2 separate regions of the Gossypium hirsutum genome follow, and region 2 is linked to region 1. A link is a contact called in public Hi-C data. All regions are on one chromosome and are shown on one strand. Each heading gives the region's core, a stretch centred on a gene start, on an enhancer-like site or on the middle of the called end of the contact. The rest is flanking DNA. Distances are from core to core; before and after follow the strand shown. Region 1 has its middle 26 kb from the start of LOC107949844. Region 2 holds the start of LOC107949523 (F-box protein SKP2B).

Evidence for each region. Hi-C and Micro-C count contacts between places; a contact is called where the count stands out from the background.
Region 2: a contact with region 1 is called in a Hi-C map of callus, with 2.0 times the contacts expected there. The contact joins the promoter of LOC107949523 here to the enhancer-like site in region 1. A contact is called at or near these places in 2 of 34 Hi-C or Micro-C datasets (callus and leaf).

The regions. Positions count from the first base shown.
Region 1 is chrD03:17,689,130-17,695,689 of Gossypium_hirsutum_v2.1, forward strand. No RefSeq gene overlaps it. Among protein-coding and RNA genes, the nearest start is that of LOC107949844, 26 kb to the left of the region's middle. Within about 2 kb of position 3,327, at least 8 of the 9 cell types and tissues checked have an H3K27ac peak or open chromatin away from gene starts, as enhancers often do. A contact at or near this core is called in leaf, where this site is marked.
Region 2 is chrD03:18,120,830-18,127,352 of Gossypium_hirsutum_v2.1, forward strand. It overlaps LOC107949523 (F-box protein SKP2B), which reads left to right and starts at 3,685. Exons shown (of 5, transcript XM_016884190.2): 1 at 3,685-3,813; 2 at 4,460-4,789; 3 at 5,771-6,119; 4 at 6,190-6,331. The coding sequence starts at 4,533.

The DNA of each region.
Region 1 (6,560 bases), core at 2,077-4,576:
CTTTCCAAACCCTAGCTGCCTCTAGCATGCACCACAATCACACTTCGACATTGTCACCGGTGTTCATTCTCTGATCCAAATAATGGCACCGGTCAAATTTTTCCTCTTACTCTTTCATTTCTGATTTGTTTTCATAAAGAACTTCTTGAAATCTCGTTGGGATTCTCCTCTGCTAATCACCTTGCTCTGATGTCGTCATTGTCTGTTTCAGTGTCCTCACCAATCGGAGAAGTACCGAACGACTTTCCTTCCTCTCTACTACTTCTGCTCTTTTTCTTTTCTACTTTATTTTTTTCAAAGCCTCTGATCGTCGCTTCACTATCGTTGCTCTTCGACGTCGAATAAAGCCACCACCGTTGAATAATCATGGAACTTGATCGTAGCTTCTCCTCACTATGTCCAACGTCTTGACCATTTGGATTTATCGACCATGGCCTGAATCTTAAGAACCCAAAAACTTGAAACGGGTCTTGGTTTTGATTTGTTTCTCATCATTTTCTTTTTTTTTTGGTTGTGTTCTTATAGATTGATGGATTTTTGTTTGTTATGTTAATTTTTTTTAATTGGTTTTGTTTGTGATTTTAATTTTCTTGATATTTTTAATGGACTGACGGGTGTTCTAATATGTTTGTGATGTTAATGTTTTGGTTTTTGTGTTTTAATGGATTGATGAGTTTTGTAATTTTTATTGTTTTTTTTTCAATACGAGAAATGTTGAATGAACCCAAAAAAATTTTAATTACAAATTTTTATTGTTTTAATGCTCTGGCCTAAAAATGTTGAATGAAACCCCCCCAAAAAAAAGGAAAAGTGACAAGAGGAAGAAGGAAGAAGAAATGAATTACAGGGAAAAAGAAGGAATGAGAAAAAAAATGGACCTAGAAATGTTTTTAAATTTTTTTTCAAAGCAACCTAGAAATGTTGAATGAACCCAAAAAAGACAAAGACAAAGTGACAAGAGGAAGAAGAAAGGAATACGAGAAAAGGAAGGAAATAAGGAAAAAATGAAAATAATTTTATTAATTTTTAATATATTTTTTAGTTTATGAAATCATGATGATGTCATTATGTCATGTGTCATAATCTTGTTCTACTACCTATTTCGGATTTAACGGCGTTAAAAAAAGTACCAAATTAGTTGACGGAGAAAAAATTCAAGCACTAATTTGGGACAAAGAAAACCCTTAAGTACCAATTTGGGAGAAGATGGCAAGTTCAAATACCAATTTTATATTTAACCTTTAATATAATTTAAGAAATTAAAAAAGTTAAAAGTTAATTTTAATCCAATATTGACTAGAGAACACTCTCATATATCACATTTGTCTTATAAATAAATGACAATTTCTTCACTATTTTTATTAAAAAGTTAATTTTAATTCCACAATTTCTATTAGTGACAGGCTTTCTTTTTTTATCAGCTTTTATTTTTACCTTCAACTCTTTGTTTTCGTGATTGAATTTTTTTTAAAAAATTCAAAAGGGTGTCTCTTAACACATTGATGACACCCACTTAAAAAGAAATATTTTTTTTATTTTTCTCTCATCGTGTATACATGTAAAAATACGAGTATTTTTTTAAAATGCACACTAGACAGAACTCCTCTAGACCCGACTTTTTACTGGGCCTTTCAACCAACTATTTTAATCTTTTAATTAAATATGTATGAAGTATTAACATTCTTTTTGAATGTGAGAAGTCGTAGTGTGAACAAATAAAAAGAAGAGGAAAGATAAGCAAAATTTATCTTTTACTACATTATAATAGACACATTAGAATAGCCTCTTTGCTCATTGTAAAAAGAGAAAAAATACAAAATAAAATAAATAAAGAGAGGGTTTACTCTCATATACCTAGCTAGATAAGTACGTATTATGTCGATCCATATAAATTAATTTGTAGACTAAATACTCATACAAATTAATCATATGCCAGGAACTAGATTTGAACTGGTGACACGAGGATTTTCAGTCCTCTGCCCTACCAATTGAGCTATCTCGACCATTATCGACGCATTATCCTCATAATATTAGGTGTTGCCTGACATAGTGATGTCACAAAAGTTTTTTTTTTAAATGTAATGATTAGCTGATGATTAGGTGAAAAGTTGGGTGGTGCTAATTAATTTTTTAACTAATTAACTAGTTTCACTGTACAAACAATCCATTTTAGTAAATAATTTTCCTAAACCCATTTTTTTAACTAATTAATTTTTTAAATTATTTTTATAAAAAAACCCTGCTATCCATTGCAGTATCTAACCTTCCTTTTAGTTCGAGCTAACTCAAAATTGCGTGAATAAAGATTCTTCAAATCTCTTCAAAGTGTAGTCACTTGAACATACATACAAGAGGAAATGTTTAAAGTACGGAGCAAACCAAGGGTTCTCTCCCCATATTGGTATCTTACTGGTTGAAACGGTAGTAGATTTACAATGCTTATCTATGACGTGGCAACATCGACGAGCCATATTATTGATCACTCATCTAAAGTCTCATATTCAAATTGGCATGAAATTTGCATCGTAATTATCACCTCAAATTGCCAAAAAATAGAAACATTAAAAATTTAATTTATTATTATACCTAAATTAATTTAAATGAAGTTGTAGCCTCTTTATAAAAATAATATTAAAAATTAATTAATTACAAAAATGGGTTGTTTGTTGTAGTAGCTTTGAGTACCGCCTAACACATTGGCGGTACTAGTGATTTTTTTCCTTTAAAAATTTGATAGAAAATAAAAAACTTGAAAAAGTGAAAAAAAAATTGTGGTGCTGCCTAACACATTGGCAGCAGCGATAATTTTTAAAAAAAAATTTGATAGAAAAAAAAGAGTTGAAAAAGTGAAAAAAAAATAAAAATTGATTTATGGTTCCAACACTAGATAACAACATATTCCCTTCATTTAATGCGTTAGTTGCGTTTGTTGTTCGGGTTTTATCTTGCTATTATACTTAAAAAAATGCCTTAGTGGCTCTTTCATGCATTTAATGTCTTAATGTCTTTTCCCTACATTTAATACTTTATCCTAAAATAATAAGTTTTTTATTTAATCAAGGTTTGTCATTTGACACATTAGTGACACCAATTAAAAAAATATTTTTTATTTTTTAGAAAAAAATTCATTGATACTGTGTGTATCAAACGAGGCTTAAAATTAGTGTAGCAAACATCATTTTTCATAATTAATTTGATCCTCAACCTCTTACTATAATTAATTAATTTTTTAATATTATTTTAATTAAAAAAAAGGAGGGAGCATGGGAGTGGTTAGTGGGGTCAAACTCCAAATAGGCACGTGAAGGCTCTAATAATAATGAGGTCATGTATGAATCATCCCTTTCTTGCTAATATTTATAAATTTGTACAGCAATTGTTTATTGAATTAATATAAAGGTTGCCTCTTCATTCTTAAACTATATTTGTTTGTTTAGATTACTAATATATTTTTCAAAAATTATATTTAATAGATGGTTAGTGTATAAATCTATCAACTAACAATAAACTGTATGATGTGATGTGATAAATTTTTTAATTGCCATTTAATTATCTATTTTTATTTTTAAAAGATTTAATAATTATGCATCCATTTATACCTTAATGACGTATCAGAGTTATCCAAGGAAAAAAAAGAACACGTGGGATGCGGGGGCCATACCATTAAAGCAAAAATGCGCATGCCCTTGTGCAGCTGGGTTTGTCGTTGAACGCTTAAGACCCATAAATCCAACATTAAAAGGCCTCCCATTTTTCCCACTTCATCTTTCCTTTCAAACTCCATTCATTATTCCTGCTCTTTTGTTAATCAAGTAGAGATCAGAGGATGAGTGAAGGCAACAACCAAGGCGGCAGCCGCAGTGGAGATGATGGAAGTTGTAGAGATCCTGGAAGCAGTAACAGCAGGCCGCCGAAAACGCCTCAGACACCCATTAGCGACCCACCAATGAAGCCACCACAGAGGGGAGGTGTGATGAAGAGGATTATAAAAGATTTTGGCAAAACCTTGTCTTCTCACTCTTAAACCGCTTAGATTATTATAGTCTCGTCTCTTCCATATGTTTAATTATGTAGTGAGCAGCTAGAGATCAAAATAACCCACAGACGAAGTCTAGGATAAGGGTTTGTGTGTTGGTTTGTCTAAAATTATTTCTCTATATTATGAATCCAAGATACCCCAAAGAAACTGAAAGGTCCAATTTCACTACGTGGTTGTTGATTCATGTAAATTAATCAATGTATGATGATGTGTTGAAAGTTGGCAACAAGGCAGCGGCAAGGAAATGAATGTGTAATTTGGATGTTTGAATTTTTTGTAATATGTAAACTAAGTCTTGTCTGATTGTAATTTTGTTTTTGCTAAGGTTAGTCAGCTACTTAGCTGATTTAGTAGCTTCTTAGATTATCATTAAGCTGATTTTACAGCTTGCATACTAGCACAAGTTATGTTTTGTTTTCTTCCAATTAATGTAATGAAGCTATTTATGCACATTGTATTGCTCCAATCAATTTTTCCTCTCAATCGATTTGCTTTTGCTTCTGTTTTCATCTTTCAAACACAAATTTTCTTTGTTTTGATCTTTGGATTCCGAAATAACTCAACATGATGTGAATAATAAATCCAAATTTTATTGGTAATCTGTGCTTTGATCTATTTAAACTCTTCCCAGGATTTGTGAAATTTAGCACACAACAGAAAACTCGTAAAAATGTTATTCTGATATGAATGCAGCATCCAATTATATAGAATCCATGTTCTTTAAACCCAAAGTTTCGTGCATCTGATCTCTTCTTGTATGAATCATGCTCAGTTGCAAAATATCTTATTGTCACCAGTGCAATTTTTTACTTTATAAAAGCAAGCTATGTAATTTCTGGATAAGGTTGATTTCATGCTAGTGGGAACTTTAACTATACTAAGGACAGTAGGAGAAAGGCTGCTATCGTGTTCCGTGAATCACAAATTAAAGACAACTTGGGGGCCTGTTCTCAATTGTAAGGTTGATATACCTGATTATAGTAGTGAGATTGACTATCGCGAGATTAAAATAAATAGCGAGATTGACCATCTTATGATTTCAGTAAAATGTGATTATTAAGAATATTAGTGATGGAAAACTTAATTGAACTTTTGATGTACATTGAAAAGTTTAGATTAATATTTTAGGAAAGTTCTATTATTACATTTAGTTAACCAAATGGTTTTATGGGAATGTAATCATAATTTATGATATTATTTTTACTAAATAAAAGATGATATTTATGTAATATTTTACTATAACAATTATTATTAACAAATATTTAAATTAAATATTTAAAAATAATATTTTAAATGATAATTTTTAAAATTATCATTTGAATTTATAATTTTAATTGAAAAAAGAAATTGTTTCAAAATCTTGTATATATTACCTAAATAAAATTATGCATATATAAAACTTATTTTTACATGTTTTGCACTTATACTTTGAATATTGCTAGCACTGTGATGGTGTGCAGTACTATTAGAAGGTTGAGGGAAGAAAGTGAGAGTTGAACCTAGAATATTGACATATTTAACTTTTGTAGGATGTTTTTGCATGTTTCAACTCTAGTCTTGTTGAAATTTCTTTTGACAATATATCATAAGAGAAAGAGAGAAAAGAAATAGAAAAGAAATATAATATTTAAATTATATATTGTATAGTTGATTAAATATGTACGTTAAAAGTAAAATTGGGAAAAAAATTCTTACTTTCAAAGGATCGATTGAAGTAAAAGAGAGAATCAATTAAAGGCAACAACTTTTTTTTTTTTTGGCATAATAACTCTTTTGCTGTTTAACTTTACAAAAAATAAAAGTCATTTTAGTTTATTTCATGTTTTGTCTCTTTTAATCATTGAACTTAGATTGTCAAATCACCTTAAATGGATGAAAAAATTAACATTTGTTAGTTTTACTGATGTCTCGTTAGCAATTAATTAATTTTTAAAAAAAACTAAAACTATTTTTTTATATTTTATAATTTAAATTTTTAAAAACATTTTTTTATATTTTTTATGAATTTTTAAATTTTAAAAAATTAATTAATTACTTACATAGCATCCACATGACAATTCATGTATATGCCACATCAGCAAAGTTAACAAATGTTAACTTTTCTATCTATTTTGGGGTGATTTGACAAACAATGCAAGTTTAAGAGCTAAAAAAGATAAATAATTAAATGGATGGCTAAAATGACTTTTTTTTTTCTTCTAAAGATGGAGAACCAAATAAGTTATTATGCCCTTTTGATAATGCTTAATAGACTAATACTATAAACCAAAATAAAATAGGATTAATTTTGTTTTAATATTTTTTTAACCTTCCAACCTATATGGGAAACTAAAATTTTCACTATTTATCATCGTAATTACATTGCCAACTTTATGGGAAAGTAACTCTCAAGGAAAAGTTAAATTCCAAATAACATAAATATATTTCAGCATATAAAATATTGGAATCATATTCAAACTAATTAAAACCCCAATGATCACTTTCCATTATACAAAATATTATCTTATAGTAAAAAAAACCA
Region 2 (6,523 bases), core at 2,435-4,934, 430 kb after region 1:
ATGGAATTCGAATCGAATCGAATCGAATCGAATATATTTGTTCGAGTTAAATTTTAAAAAATAATTTTGAGTCCTTGTAACTATTGTCACCCATCGTAATAAAATTTGTCCACCTTAATCAATTTTTTATTAACTTTTTATATATTGATTAGTTTCTTTGCTTGCTTAGTTGTTTCAATTATCTTTAGATTCTTGTCACTATGCATTTTGGAATTAAATAATATATTAAATGTAAAAATATAATTTTTTAATAAAAGTTATTTTAAAAATAAAATGTGAAATTGATACCAATATAAAATTTTAACACGAATATTTTATGGCATAATTAATAATTCAATTTCAATATAAATATTCAATATGACTAAACAATTTAATAATATAAATAATATAAAATGTGAAATTTAATTTAATAATATAAATAGTAGATATAAATAAAATTATTACTGTTTATGTTTAGTGATTTTTTTTGGATAATTTTGATTTTTTATTTTAGAGTAAAGGGTGAGAAGTAAAAGTTTAGGGGGAAAATAAAAAGTTTTGGAGAATAAAAGTTTGAGGGAAAGTAAATGGGGGGAGTAAAATTTTGGAGGGAAAATATTAAAAAAAATTGGAGGGGGGAGGGTTTGGGGTAGATGGGAGGTGGGATGGGAAGGGAATAAAAGTTTTAGGGGAAAAGTGGGAGGAAGTAAAAAATTGTGGGGGAAAATAAAATGTTTTGAGGGTTTTTTGGAGTAAAATTTTGAGAAAAAGTAAATGTGAGAGTAAAATTTTGGTAGGAAATGAATTTTGGGTAGATTGGGGGGTTGGGAGGGGAGGGGAGTAAAAGTTTTGGGGGAAAAGTGGGAAGGAGTAAAAGTTTTAGGGGAAAAGTAAAAAGGTTTGGGAGTTTAGGGTAAAAATATAAAATATTATAGTTTAATATTCGAATTATTCGAATTATTCGAGTTATTCGAATTCGAAAACTCAACTCGATTCGAACTCGAAATTCGAAAAAAAAATTCGAGTTGATTCGAATAACTCAATTAACTCGAATAACTCGATTCATTTAACTCGAAATTCGAATTTTTTTTCGATTTTTTCGAATCGAATCGAGTTTTGCTCACCCCTAATCAAAAGTGTTTCATATTCAGTTGTACTTAATGGAGGGAAAGGGGATGAGTTCAACCCCACTAGAGGAATAAGGCAAGGAGATTCCATAAGCCCCCATCTATTCATCATTTATGCTGAATGTTTTTCAAGACTCCTTAACATCGTAAAAAAGGAAGGAAAAATTGAATGGGCAAAAGTGGGGAGAGGAGGGCTGTCAATAACCTATTTATTTTTCGTTGATGCTGGTATTTTATTTGGAAAAACAACAACAAAATGAGCTTTAGCTATAAAATCAATAGTCAATGAGTATGAAAAGATTTCTAGGACAATTGGTGAATTTTGAAAAATCATTAATTTACTTCAGTAACAACGCTAACGAGGCAGTCAAGCATCAAATAGGGAGTGATCTAGGGGTTTGTATATTCAATAATCCCAAAAAAATAACTTGGATTACCAACAATGGTGGGAAGGAGAAAGAGAAACGCTTTTGTAGAAATCAAGGAAAATTTTTTGACAAAAGTTAAAATTTGAGTATTCGTAATTTGTCCATTAGAAGGAGAGAGAGGTGTTTATCAAATCAGTTTTATAAGCCATCCCAATCTATGCTATGCAATGTTTCAAATTACCAACTTCATTATGTCGAGATTTAGAGAATATTATGTGTAAATTTTGATGGCAAAATGTAAAAACAAAAAGAAAAGGTATTCATTGGTGTAATTGGCGTCATTATGAATCCCTGAGGCACAAGGGGGATTGGGTTTAAAGATTTATCGTCATTTAAAAAAACCTTGTTGGCAAAGCAAGGGTGGAAGCTAATTACCAACCCCACAAGTTTACTCACGCAAGTCATGAAAGCGAAATACTACCCACGCAAGTTTACTTGCGCAAGTTTTCATTGCCTGCAAATCTCTTGGTACAATGTCACGAACATAATTAATCCCCTATTGAGTTGCATCACTTCTTTTAAGTCAATTAGTTGTAGGAGCCACCTTAAATGTACCAGATTTCGAGATTTATCTTGCATTAAAAGACCCTCGATTAACCTCAATATGAATGCTCGCACGTATTGTTGTCTTCCAACGATACTAGTGGAGCTATTAATATATGAAAAATTGTCTTCAACCATTTCATCTTTATCTGGCCACCACTAAACTGACCCGACACCTTGCCTAATAGTTGGTTGCAAATTGCGCTTCAGTCGCCAACGCTCACTACCCCCATAATAACGGCCCCATCAACCAATAAACTGAGCTGTAATGCTACATCCTCAAGTGTAATTGTACACTCACCATACGGAAGATAAAATATGTGTCTCGAGTCTCCATCTTTCCACCGAAGCGCTGATAAGTTCGAGCTTCAATTTAGTCCCCCCGAGCATACGAGACACATGCAAGAATCTCGCATCTTGCAGTTAGTGTTCAATTACACATGGTGCCCTTCCACTTAAATTGTGTATATACGTCTCAATTATTTGATCTTCGATCTGATCATATAAATATAAAAAATTTAAAATATTAATAATATTAACATAATAATTATATTAATTTAAAATAAAAAAATTGATAATATTTTCTTACTATTTGTAATTGGATGCCGAAAATGTGTTTGACATTCAAACGAATAAGAGGCCTTGATATTTTGAAAATTATAAAAATCAAAGAAATCAAAGAAATTATGAAATATAAAATTAAGACAAGAAGAATTTGAGAGAAATTGAATGAAAAAATTGAGAATAAAATAGTAGAGAGAATTAAGGGAATAGGATTGAATGAAGAAAAAAGAAAACAAGTATGTTTATATAGAAAATGAAATAGCCTTTGGGAAGCAAAAATGTAATTAGCTATTTGAAATTTTAATCGTCGAAAAAAAAATTGACCATGAGACGAAAATGTTTCCTATAGGAAGCGCTTTTCAACCCCTTGACTGCCACCTTAACTGAAAACGCTTCCAACTCTCTAAAATCGACCTATATTCTTAAGAAAAAAACGACTTAATTCCCTAATTAACTTTTAAAAGTGACATTTTTAACTAATTAACTCCACATTTATATAGTGTATATATATTTAGATACTTGTGTAAATTTCTATTGTTAGTACGCAAGGTTGTCCAAATTCTTTACTTTTTAAATATAAATCTTATTAATTATATATTTTCTTCTCCACACCTCAACACCAAGTAATAATAAAAATACAACAAACTTAATTTCTTGTTGATTGCTTTTCCGCGCGGCTTCGGTTTTAAACAAAATAAATAAATAAATAAAACAACACTTAACCTCAAATTTTCTCTCATTTAAGAAAATTCAAACCACTAAAGATAAAAGTCTTGATGTTACGTATTTAGATTCGAGATTATATATTTAGGTTCATACTTATAATTACTCCAACATGTATTTACTTATTTAATGTTATTGCTTGGAACTTGTTTAATTTTTCATTCTAAGTTTTGGACCTGGTTCCTTTCGTTACTAATCGCTATATTGATGACTTACGTTTTTGTGATTAGAAATAAATTTTTAAGTTGGTCCCACTACGTTTAATATCACATCACCGTCGATTCCCGACACGTGTCACCTTTGACGTCGCTAATTGGTTCCCTTTCTTTTTATTCCTTCTCTGATGTTTTAGTAAGTAAACTCTTGTTCGTTTTGTTTTTTTTGGGTAACAAAATCCATATGAACTTGGAGCAAAGCGAAGCAGGAAAACAAAGAAACCCAGTAAAAAGGTATGATCATAATCTTAATCTTCCATTGTTTCCTTCTTAATTTCTTAAAATTTGTTATTTGGTGATTGTCTCTTGTTTACTTTTGTTTGTTTCATCCGCTTTTCTTTTGTTTTATAAACTGAGCTGCTGCTTTTGAAGCGGGTTAAATTTTAATATTTTACATGAAAATTCATAATTTTAGCTTTCAGCTGGAAATGTTAAGTTTTGCAATCAAAGAAATGAGGTTGTTGCATTAAAGAAATGGGGTTGTTTTTGTTTCCTTTTCCAGTGATCATTTCTATTAGTTTTTGCATGTCCATCCCTCTGATATCCAATTTGTTGAACTATGGTATATGCCAAGAAGAGTTAACAAAAAAGGCCTCTTTTTGTTTCTCTTTCGAACAACCTGTTTGGTATATGCCAAGAAGAGTTAACAAAACTACTAAGAAAGTTAAAATTTTAATTTAGGGTATACTTTAGAAATTGCTAAAATTCTAGAAACTTGATTGTTTTTTGTGGTCTTCTGTAAAATATCTGCAAAGTTTCTTAAGGTTGTGACACATGGTTTCTGTTGTGTTTTCTAGACACTTGTCGCTTTACTAGACTGTGTTCACTGAATTCAATGTCCTTTTTTGGTTTTTTCTCATTCTAACTTTATTTTTATTAGTCTTTTGGGTTCTAGGACCAAGGGAATTTATAAGCTTGAGTAAAAGGCGGTGGTGAGTAGAAAGGAAAGTGAAATGATAGGTGAAGAAAAGGTGCGAAGTGAATTCTTGAACTTGTGCTTTGAGAAGCTGATGATGGTTGCTGCTGGAAATAGTGGTGAAGGAGTTAAGAGGAAGGGTGCGGTGATCACTGAGTGGAAAGATATTCCTATGGAGCTGTTGTTGAGAATTGTTTCCCTTGTTGATGATCGAACTGCTATTGTTGCTTCTGGTGTTTGTAGTGGGTGGAGGGATGCTATTTGCTTGGGCCTTACCCATCTCTGTCTCTCATGGTATCTGTTTTTTCCAATGTTCAAAAGTACCAATATTTGTGTTTTTCGTTGTTTCCGTCAACAATTGTTTGATGTTTATGTGCTTGTTTTGCAGGTTAGCTATTATTACCTCTAGAGTTCTGAACAGAACCAGGATTTACTCTAATATAAAGCAATAATTTGTAATTCATTTCCTGTTCTTTGTTTGCTTGTCTCTAGCTCTAAGGCAAACCTTTTAGTAGTTTTGGACGCATAGCAGCCCATAGATTCATTTGCCTGGCCTTCTAAGATATGAATATTGCTGTTCTTTTATAGCTTCAAGGAGGTTAGATCTTTTTAGTACTAGGGCTTTTATAAAGTCCTTCTTGATGCTATATCCTCATTAAGTGTCTGGGTTAACCTCATAAAGTTCCATTTTCAGTTAGCCCTTGATTATTGCCTTTACAATTGCCCGTGTCACTTTCTGTTTTAACTATAATTAACCAGCAAACTTGCATTATTTTTTGTTGAAGTACCATTCATTTGGCTATGCTTTTGATTTTTGAACCTTCATAAATGATACGAGTTTACAAATAATGTTTTGGTCATTGTTCCCTTTTATGAATCTTGAAGAAAGTATTTGGTTGATTTAGGAAGATGTATTCAGTGTTCTCCAAGTTTGTAGCACCTAGTACGTTAGTTTCTGATAGGTAGGATAACATAATGCATGACTTGAAAACACTCTCCTAGTCGGGTTTATCAATTCTTAAATATATTTATCAATGTATATTGGTGGTTATGGTAGTATTTTTGTGCCCCACCTGATGCTTATTAACTTGCTTAACATTTAATCTTAGTAGTAATGGTTAAAGCTTGTTTGATGTGGAGATCTTGAAATATCTTATATCTACCTTATTGGTTGGAAACTTTTTCATATTATGCTTGGCTGCATTTAGATTTGTCATTTTATTTGTGGTAGTTTACTTCCTCGCTAAAATTGGGTTGTGTGGTATCTTGCTGCAGGTGCTGGAAGAACATGAACAACTTGGTTCTATCCCTTGCTCCTAAATTTACCAAATTGCTAACTCTCGTACTACGCCAAGAAAATCCGCAGCTTGAGGACACTGCTGTTGAGACTATTGCGAAATTCTGTCATGATCTGCAGGATCTGGACCTCAGCAAAAGTTTCAAGCTTGGTGATCGCTCATTTTATGCTTTGGCCCATGGTTGCCCTAATCTTACAAAACTTAACATCAGTGGCTGCACATCATTCAGTGATGAAGGTCTTGAATATTTGACTAAATTTTGTCGAAAACTAAAAATATTAAATCTCTGTGGATGCGTTAAAGCTGCAACTGACTGCGCATTGCAGGTAGGAACAATACTATTATTTACTTGCTGATTAGAAAATTGACTTACTTGATTCAGAAATATTGGTATAGGCTATTGGACAGAACTGCAATATGTTGCACTCTTTAAATCTGGGATGGTGTGACAACGTTGGTGATCTAGGAGTTACGAGTCTAGCATATGGATGCCCTGATCTCAGATGCCTTGACTTGTGTGGCTGTGTCCGCATAACAGGTATTGCTTTCATTGGGTTCATATTCGGTATTTACAATGTAATATAACTTACTGCTGTGACATTGAAATTCAACATATTGTTTCAGTTCCAAATTCCAACACTCTTGCCTAATTCATCTCCCTTTGAAATTTGACATGGCATTTTGCTTCCACGTATATCTAGTGAAGTCTGGCAGCACCTAGTGCTAATGG